Linked DNA regions of Sus scrofa: all the other regions are linked to region 1. A link is a contact called in public HiChIP or PLAC-seq data. All regions are on one chromosome and are shown on one strand. Each heading gives the region's core, a stretch centred on a gene start, on an enhancer-like site or on the middle of the called end of the contact. The rest is flanking DNA. Distances are from core to core; before and after follow the strand shown.

Evidence for each region. HiChIP or PLAC-seq counts read pairs in DNA pulled down with a chosen protein or histone mark.
Region 2: a contact with region 1 is called in an H3K27ac HiChIP or PLAC-seq map of skeletal muscle, with 9 times the contacts expected there. The contact joins two enhancer-like sites. A contact is called at or near these places in 11 of 47 Hi-C or Micro-C datasets (adipose tissue, embryonic fibroblasts, fetal liver and 6 more) and 1 of 2 datasets of contacts at active chromatin or transcription factors (skeletal muscle).
Region 3: an H3K27ac HiChIP or PLAC-seq map of skeletal muscle shows a contact between it and region 1. The contact joins two enhancer-like sites. A contact is called at or near these places in 20 of 47 Hi-C or Micro-C datasets (alveolar macrophages, embryonic fibroblasts, fetal heart ventricle and 11 more) and 1 of 2 datasets of contacts at active chromatin or transcription factors (skeletal muscle).

Annotation. Positions count from the first base shown.
Region 1 is chr15:105,475,883-105,478,743 of Sscrofa11.1, reverse strand. The region is part of intron 10 of CDK15 (cyclin-dependent kinase 15); the gene reads right to left. Among named protein-coding and RNA genes, the nearest start is that of CDK15, 76 kb to the right of the region's middle. Within about 2 kb of position 1,348, at least 6 of the 83 cell types and tissues checked have an H3K27ac peak or open chromatin away from gene starts, as enhancers often do. A contact at or near this core is called in skeletal muscle, where this site is marked.
Region 2 is chr15:105,763,309-105,766,169 of Sscrofa11.1, reverse strand. All of the region lies in intron 14 of KIAA2012, which reads right to left. Among named protein-coding and RNA genes, the nearest start is that of KIAA2012, 84 kb to the right of the region's middle. Within about 2 kb of position 1,454, at least 1 of the 83 cell types and tissues checked has an H3K27ac peak or open chromatin away from gene starts, as enhancers often do. A contact at or near this core is called in skeletal muscle, where this site is marked.
Region 3 is chr15:105,742,522-105,745,382 of Sscrofa11.1, reverse strand. The region is part of intron 13 of KIAA2012; the gene reads right to left. Among named protein-coding and RNA genes, the nearest start is that of KIAA2012, 63 kb to the right of the region's middle. Within about 2 kb of position 1,487, at least 31 of the 83 cell types and tissues checked have an H3K27ac peak or open chromatin away from gene starts, as enhancers often do. A contact at or near this core is called in skeletal muscle, where this site is marked.

The sequences.
Region 1 (2,861 bases), core at 99-2,598:
AGCCTAGATAGAGGGATTGAGGTGTCCAGGGTCAGCCAGCTTGCTCTTAGGAAGCAGAGCCAAAGCCCAGTGCCTGCTTTGTGGCCAGCCCTCCGCCCTTATGCAGATAAGTAGATGCTGACCGACCCTGCTTTGCTCCCATTGATTTTTCCCCAGTAGTTAAACTACAAGCGATCAATGAGAGAACGATCCACAAAGAGGCATTTTACCCAGCACCGTTTCACCAGGAGACTGCTTCTCTGGCTTCGGTAGCCTCTCAAATCATGGGGCTGTAGGTAGCTTATTTCCCTTCTCCTTCCAAAGACGATGGTAAATCATTAGACCAGATTCCTCTCCATCTCCTCCTTTTCCAGCTCTCTTGAAAAGAGTTTCCAATTCAAGTTCAATTGGAATCCCAGGCAGGAAGAGCCAAAGAAGTTGCAACGGGGCAAGTTTAAAAGCCGAACATCTTTATTTATTTATTTATTTTTCTTTTTTAAGGCTGCACCTGAGGCATATGGAGGTTCCCAGGCCAAGGGGGGTCTAATCGGACCTAGAGCTGCCAGCCCACGTCAGGGCCACAGCCAGATCTGATCCGTGTCTGTGCCCTACACCACAGCTCACAGCAATGCAGGATCCTCAACCCACTGAGCAAGGCCAGGGATCGAACCCACAACCTCATGGTTCCTAGTCAGATTCATTTCCACTGCGCTATGGCAGGAACTCCAAAAGCTGAACATCTTAATTTCCACACGAAAGAGAGTAAAAGTGAAATGAGGGTCAAATGGTTGCTCCAGTAATAAAATCATGCATTTAAAAAAATATATCCTTAAGGAATATACCTTTAAGTTATATTTACATATATAAATATGTGTATTTATATACTTTAAGATATCTTTAAGATATATCTTAAAATATATTTTTAAGGAATACATCTTTAAGATATATTTCACAACCGATTCAGATCAATAGAGATTTGTTGGTTGATTGATAAAATATCACCAGGATCATTTCGAGCCTTAGCACAAAGTAAAACATTTTCTAGTTACTAGAGTCTCCCCGCAATCACCCGAAGGTTATCAATGGTGCCGTCTACTGAACTACACCTCTGGAATTTCCCGAATACAATGCATTCCTGAGATACCATATATTTAGATAGTTGATAATGGTGTTAGCTTTAATTCGCTATCTTGAGCAGGAACTTTAAAGCGGCTTGCAAAAATCTGTTGCTCTTCTATCTGTCCCCCCCCCCCCCACGCCTGCCCTCACCGCTGCTCCTCCCTCTGCCTCAGGTAGCTGGCTTGGAAGGTCCCTCAGTCCTTTGCTCAAGGAGTCTAAATTTGGCTCTGGAGCACCAGGCTCTCTCCTGTCTGGGTGTCATCAGGACGCCAAAAGTCAGTACACTCCTCGGCACTGGAGCCCGGCACCTCCATTCACATGGCGGGGGCGGGAGGGAGTGTCACTTTTCTAACCCTGCATCAAAACTTTTTTGTGGATTCTAAGCAAGTATTTCATCCTTTGAAGCCTGTTCCTCTCTTCAGAGGAAGGAAAGCCAGGCCTTTCTCCTGGTGGATGGATGGAGAAGGGGGCGGGACAGGCACAGTCAGGAGTCCCCCTCCCCGCCCCCCCTCCCACCCATGAGCAGTGCCTGTTTAATGTCTGTCCACCCCCACAAGCTATGTTTGCGCTATAGCTGGATCACGCCATTCCAAGTGTATGGCATTTAACAATGTGTCACTTGACAACATTTATCACTCCCCTGGCATCTCTACGAATGTTCAAGGGTCACCCGGGGCAGGTGCTGTGCTCGGCACTGAGACTGTGGGCATGGCACTTGGCACTCCCTTCCAGGATTACTATTGCCATGGGATGATGATGATGACAATAATGATTATCACCATCTTCTGGTCTTTTCTGGCCTCTCTGGCTATTCCTCCTCAGCTTCCGAAGACTCCTTCCCTTCTACCCGATCCTGCAGCACTGCTCCCCCAGGGCTCCATCAGTCTTCCTTCGCTACATGCGCTCCCTGGAGCAACTGAATTCACATCTGGAGCTTTAAATACCATTTAAGCAGATGACTTCCAATTTTGCACGTCTAGATTAAGACCCTTAAAATCATAGGCCTGCACTTCCGTTTTTTTGTTGTTGTTTTGTATTTTGCTTTTTTAAGGGCTGCACCTGTGGCACATGGAGGATCCCAGGCTAGGGGTCAAATCAGAACAGCAGCTGCCAGCCTACGCTACAGCCACAGCAACTCGGGATTCAAGTCAAGTCTTTGACCTATACCACAGCTCACGGCAACACCGGCTCTTTAACCCACTGAGCGTGGCCAGGGATCGAACCCACATCCTCATGGATACTAATTTGGGTTCGTTCCTACTGAGCCACAGCGGGAATTCCGCAGAATTACATTTCTCATTGCTTTTGAGATATCTCCATTTGGTGGCCCCAGAGATCTCTTAATCTGGAAATGTTCAAACCTTATACTCATTACATGCCCTACGAATCTATTCCTCAGTACCCCCCTTTTTTCCCTCTGTGCCAGTGTATGGTACCCTCATTCTCTCACCCACTGGATTTAGGTTTCTCCTTCGCAACTCAAATCTAGTCAGTTACAACCTCCCCTTGACTCTACCTCCTACATGCTTTTTAGTTTTGCCCCAACAGTCCTTATCCTTTGCCACGTCTCTAGCTGAGACTTCCTATTTATCTTCTAGAAACTAGAGCATTGCCACATTGCTTCTGGTCTTGAATTTAAACTACCAATTTAATTCTACATATAGTCTTTCAAGCACTTTTTCTAAAATTTAAATCCTGCCATATCACTTCCCTGCTAACAATCACCCAATGCCTTTTCTTTGCTTATTAGTCAAGTCCAAATC
Region 2 (2,861 bases), core at 205-2,704, 290 kb before region 1:
GATTTGGAAAGAATCTTTTGAGGAGTCCCTGTTATAAAAAGACGTAGTCTTAATTTGAAATTCTGCCTGTTGCTTAGAAAAGTGTCAAAAAGCTATCATATATGAACATACATGTGAAAAGACATATACCTAAATCATTCCTTGCAATAGATTGGAAACAACCTACATATTCAATCAATTGGGGACATATTGCATACATTATGGTAATTCGTACAACAGAATACTATGCAATCATTAAAAAGCATCTCAACACAGAATTTCAAGATACATTGAGTAAAAAAAGTAAGACTGTGAGCAATGTGTAAGAGATGTAGAAACATGTATAAAATACTTCTCTGTCTGTGTTTCTATCTTGTATTGGCCTCTATTTGCATACTGCAACTCAGGAAGGGCACACAGAAAACTAGCAACAGTGTGGTCCAAGGGGAAGGGAACCCAGCTGCTGGGAGACATACCTTTTTATACTTAAATTTTAAAAAACTCCTGAGTATATTTTGGATTCAAAATTTGAATTAAAAAAAGTAAAACTAGGAGTTCCCATTGTGACTTAGAAGGTTAAGAACCTGACTAGTATCGATGAGGATGAGGATGTGGGCTTGAACCCTGGCCTCGATCAGTGGGTTAAAGATCTGGCGTGGCATGGATCACAGATGCAGTTCGGATCTGGTGTTGCTGTGGCTGTGGTGTAGGCAGCTGCAGGTCTGATTCGACTCCTAGCGTGGGAACTGCCGTATGCTATGGATTCGGCCCTAAAAATACCAAAAAAAAAAAAAAAAGTAAAAAGTAAAACTAAAAAAAATGCTGTCACTTTTAATATCAGTTACAAAGGCGATGACTGAAACATAGGCAATAATACTTGGTGAGCAATATACACAGAAGGACTGAAAATTCAAATCCCAGCTCTGTTATTCTGGCCAAATCATTTGCTCTTTATCTGTTCCTTCTGCTTAGGAATATTTATTATTGAGTGTCTGTCGTGTGTCAGGTACTGTGCTGGGTACTGAGGCACAAGGCCGAGAGATCTATTTGTAGAGAATCCCTGTAGAGAAATGACTAGAAATCTCACGTTGCCATGCAGTGTGATAAATCTTGTGACAGATTATGACAGGTTTCTGCAGGACCTCGCGGGAGGTGAAGCTAAATTAGGCCAGGAAGGTTTGTTTACCAGTGGACACGGTGTTAAGTCTTGCAGAGAAGGGGAGGTAGGGCAGTTCCCACAGAGGAAACCGCAGGTACTGGTTTGTGGGGGAGGCTGGCGGGGCTGCAGAGCCTGGGCCGTGTGAATCAGACACCAGCCAGATCTTGAATGTTGCAGTCTGGAATTTTTTTTTTTTAATTCATTTGTTATATTTTTCTATTTATAAAAGCAATATATTTTTGATGCCAAGATTTAACAGGAAGGCCACTGGAGACGTGGTAGGAGTGTCCAGCAACCCAGTGGTATGACCCAGCTGTATTTAGAAAGGGCACTGGCAGCAGTGCGGTATTAGAGGGCTGGGGGGGTGGGGGTGGGCGCAGAGAGTAACAAACACGTTGTAAACACAAACAGCCACACTCAAACGAGACAGAAGACATAGCTGCCCCAGCTGTCAGGGTGCAGGTCCTGGCGTCAGACTGCCTGCTGTCTGCACTGAAGCCCTGACGCCCACACCTCATGCCTTTCAGCTCGTGTGAGATACTTAACCCCTAGCCTCAGGTTCTTTGTTCGACAGAGGCTGGGCCAGGTTGCCTGAAGTTCTCATCTGTTTTTGGAGAACCTTCCACCGGTCCTGCCCTCTACTCTCACCCACAGCCCCCCATCTGAGCGTGGTACTTCTAGGCCCACAGCCGGCTTTGATAAGGAACTATCAAAGCTCCCCATAGGATGGGGGAGCAGGGGCTGCAGGAGCCAGAGTTCGGCCATGTGCCGCATGACCTATCATTGAAGCTCAGCCTCTCCATCTGTGAAATGGGAATAAAAATAAATTTGGGAAATTCCCGTCGTGGCGCAGTGGTTAACGAATCCGACTAGGAACCATGAGGTTGCGGGTTCGGTCCCTGCCCTTGCTCAGTGGGTTAACGATCCGGCGTTGTCGTGAGCTGTGGTGTAGGTCACAGACGCGGCTCGGATCCCATGTTGCTGTGGCTCTGGTGTAGGCCGGCGGCTACAGCTCCGATTGGACCCCTAGCCTGGGAACCTCCATATGCCGCGGGAGCAGCCCAAAGAAATAGCAAAAAGACAAAAATTTAAAAAAAAAAAAAAATTTGTAGGGAGTTCTTAAAAGGCTTAATAAGGAAAATACATTTGGCAATTCCATGTAGCATATCATGTAATGTAATTTCAATGCCTTCCTAATGCTTGAAGGAAATCAGTATCTCGTGAGTTTCAACTTCAAGGGTGTACAAGTTTTCTTGTGTAGTAAAAAGATCTCACACTTATTCTTTCTTTCTTTTTGGCTTTTTAGGGCTGCACCTGCGGCATATGGAGGTTCCCAGGCTAGGAGTCGAATCAGGAGCTGTAGCTTCTGGCCTATACCACAGACACAGCAACGCGGGATCTGGGCCGCGTCTGCAACCTGCACCATGGCTCACAGCAACACCAGATCCTTAACCCACTGAGTGAGGTGAGGGATCCAACCTGCATCCTTATGGAGGCTAGTCAGATTCGTTTCCCTGAGCCACCATGGGAACTCCTCATACTCATTCTTAATAAAGAAAACTGAAATCATAAGGTATCTAATGTTATTAAGATTAAAATATATTATTATTTTTTTTTTGTCTTTTTTTTTGCCTTTTCTTGAGCCACTCCTGCGGGATATGGAGGTTCCCAGGCTAGGGGTCTAATTGGAGCCGTAGCCACCGGCCTATGCCACAGCCACAGC
Region 3 (2,861 bases), core at 238-2,737, 270 kb before region 1:
TTGAAGTTGAAAAACTCTGTGTTAAACCTTTTGTATTAAATCAAAGCTTCTAGGAAAAACAAACATTATTTTTTAATGCCTGAATTAAATCCCACACAATTAATTTAATAACGTCTCTGGCTGTTTCCAATTTTTTTGTATTACAGATAGTGCTGCAATGGCCACCTTCACCCATTTTTTTTTTTTTTTCTGCTCAGCTATTTCCTTAGGATAAATCCCCAGAAGTCAGAAATACTGAATCAATGGATATGAAAATTTTCCATGTTTCACAAGTCATACTGCCATTTTGATTTACAAGCGAATTGAACCAAACTACAACCCATTGGAAGTGTGTTAAGTGTATCAGTTTTACCAATACCTCAGCAGTACTGAGTGTTACCATTAAAAAAAAGGTGAGAGAAGGCACAAATCTCAAATCTCAAATAAAAATGGCACCTCCAGTTTGCCTCAATTTATTTATTTATTTATTTTTTCAGTTTGCCTCAATTTAAACTGCTACTCAGACAAAAAATTTGCTATTCAGGATGAATCTTGTTTGTTCTCTATTATTTTTGACATGAATTGTTTATGTCTCCTGCTTCTTTTTCTAACTGGTTTTCAATGTTTTCCTTTTAAAATCGCTCATAATCTTTACCGAGCATAGCTAGTCATGCTGTTGCAGTTAATGCAATTATTTTTCTTCCTTTTTTAAAAGTTTTACTTTCTCCTCACTCACGATAGATATATTAACACTCCTGCTGGAATTTTCATTTACAATTTTAATGCTCTTTTTAGGTGCTAGTAACCTCACGCAACCTTTGGCCTCTACATAGAGAGGCCCTGGGGAAGAGGAAAAGCTTCTCTAGTGATTGATGTCAGCCACCGAGCTAAGAGCAGGGCTTGGACTCTGACCGTATCCCGGGAACTAATTTCCCTTAATCAAATGAAAGACCTTAGGAGGAGCCACAAGGCAAAAAGGAAAATCTATGTGAAGGAGAATACCAAATTCTGTGAGGAGCGTGGAGGACCTGCATTCAAAAAAGGGCACCATACCTTTAGGACTTCAGAACTGGCAAAGCTCCACATGCAGCTATTAATATGCAAAAAATGCCTTCATAAATACTTGATTCTGTTCACAGTGGGGAGGCAGTTCATTTGAAAGAGGAAATGGGAGCTTGGAGTTGAAACACGTCTGCTTGTCTCCTTTTTCTTTTTTCATTTCTCTTTTCATCTCCTCGTTTCTCCTAGTAGGTTTCTTCCCCCTCTTTCCCCAACTCAACCCCCTCCTGCGACTCCTAGGACGTTGTCGCCAGTCGCTACTCATTTCTGGTTTTGGTTTTACCGCCCAGGTCCGCATTCTCCACCAGGGGTGGAGGAGGTGCCTCGGCGGCGAGTCCCACCGGTTGCCCGCCCGCGTGCCGGAGGCGGAAGACGGGATCCCTCCTGCTCGCGGCCCCGGCGCGGACCGCGGCTCGGGAAACGCACAGCCGAGGGTTTAAAAACTCCAACCAGTAGGGGGCACCAGAGGCAGCCTCCAGAACTGGGTAAATCCGGGAACCCGGTCACGTCTGCAAAGCACCCGCTGGCTTTCACTCTCACCCGCCCGTCAGAAATTGCTTTCCAAATCGAGGTATGTGACTTCTCGTGAAAGCGTGGTGATGCCAAAATAGTCCACCCTTGGTGGGGGGTAGTTGCTATTTTGGTTTTGTGTTTTCACTCGAAGCTAACACACTGATAAAAAAAAAAAAGTAAAAGTATTTTGTGACTAAACTCCTAATGTGGTCCGACCCCAGGGAAGGGAGGGAGGGGGTGAATTAGGGGGCAGTTAAAGGCCAGGCGAGCAGAAACCCCTGATGCTGATAGAGATCAATTTTGTGTGACCCCCTAGCCTGCCGCAGAGTGGAAAGGCGACAGAGGGAGGGATTCACTGAATTTGCCAGTGGCTCATCAAGGTACGTAACCGAAATCTGCTGGGCAGAAATTTGTCTCTAAATCTTTTCCAGATGATTTATAGTAAACATGAAATTAGTCATTTACATAGAGTAGGTTGAGGAAGTAGTTAAAATTGAAGTGATTAATAAAGAGCCATTAGCCTCCAAAAGTACGGGGGTGGGGGAGGCGCAGAAGACACTCCCCTCCCCTAAGGCGCCCCACCCTCATTTTCTTCGCGTTTGGGGGCTAGTGGGGCGTCCGAGACTTTTCCTCAAATAACTTTCCTTTAGTGGGGCGTCTTCTTTTTTTTCCTTTTTCCTTTGGCCGGGCCAGAGGCATGTGGCAGTTCCGCGGCTGGGGATTCCCACCCGCGCAGCGGCAAAACGCCAGCAACTGCAGTGACAACGCGGGATCCTTAACCCACTGTGCCACAGGGGGACTCACAGGGGGACTCACAGGGGGCTACTTCTAAAGGAAATAAAACTTGCTTGAACAAATCAGCTGGTTCTGGTGGGAACAGCCCCCTCCTCTCACAAAGGAGGCACAGGCAATTCTCTCTCTCTCTCTCTTTTTTTTTTTTTTTTGCTTTTTAGGGTCACACCCATGGCATATGGAGGTTCCCAGGCTAGGGGTCTAATCGGAGCTACAGCTGCTGGCCTACACCACAGCCACAGTAAGGCCAGATCCCAGCCGCATCTTTGACTTACACCACAGCTCACCACAATGTGGGATCCTTCACCCACTGAGCAAGGCCAGGGATCGAACCTGCCACCTCATGGTTCCTAGGTGGGATTCGTTTTCACTGCACCCAGATGGGAACTCCCAGGCACAGGCAATTCTCAGAGCGAGCTGGTTTGTGCAGCCTCACAGGGGAAATGAGGAGACTAGAGTTTAGGACCCTCGGTCTAGTGGTCCTGTTTTTGACTGCAAGGGTAATAATTCAGTCTAGG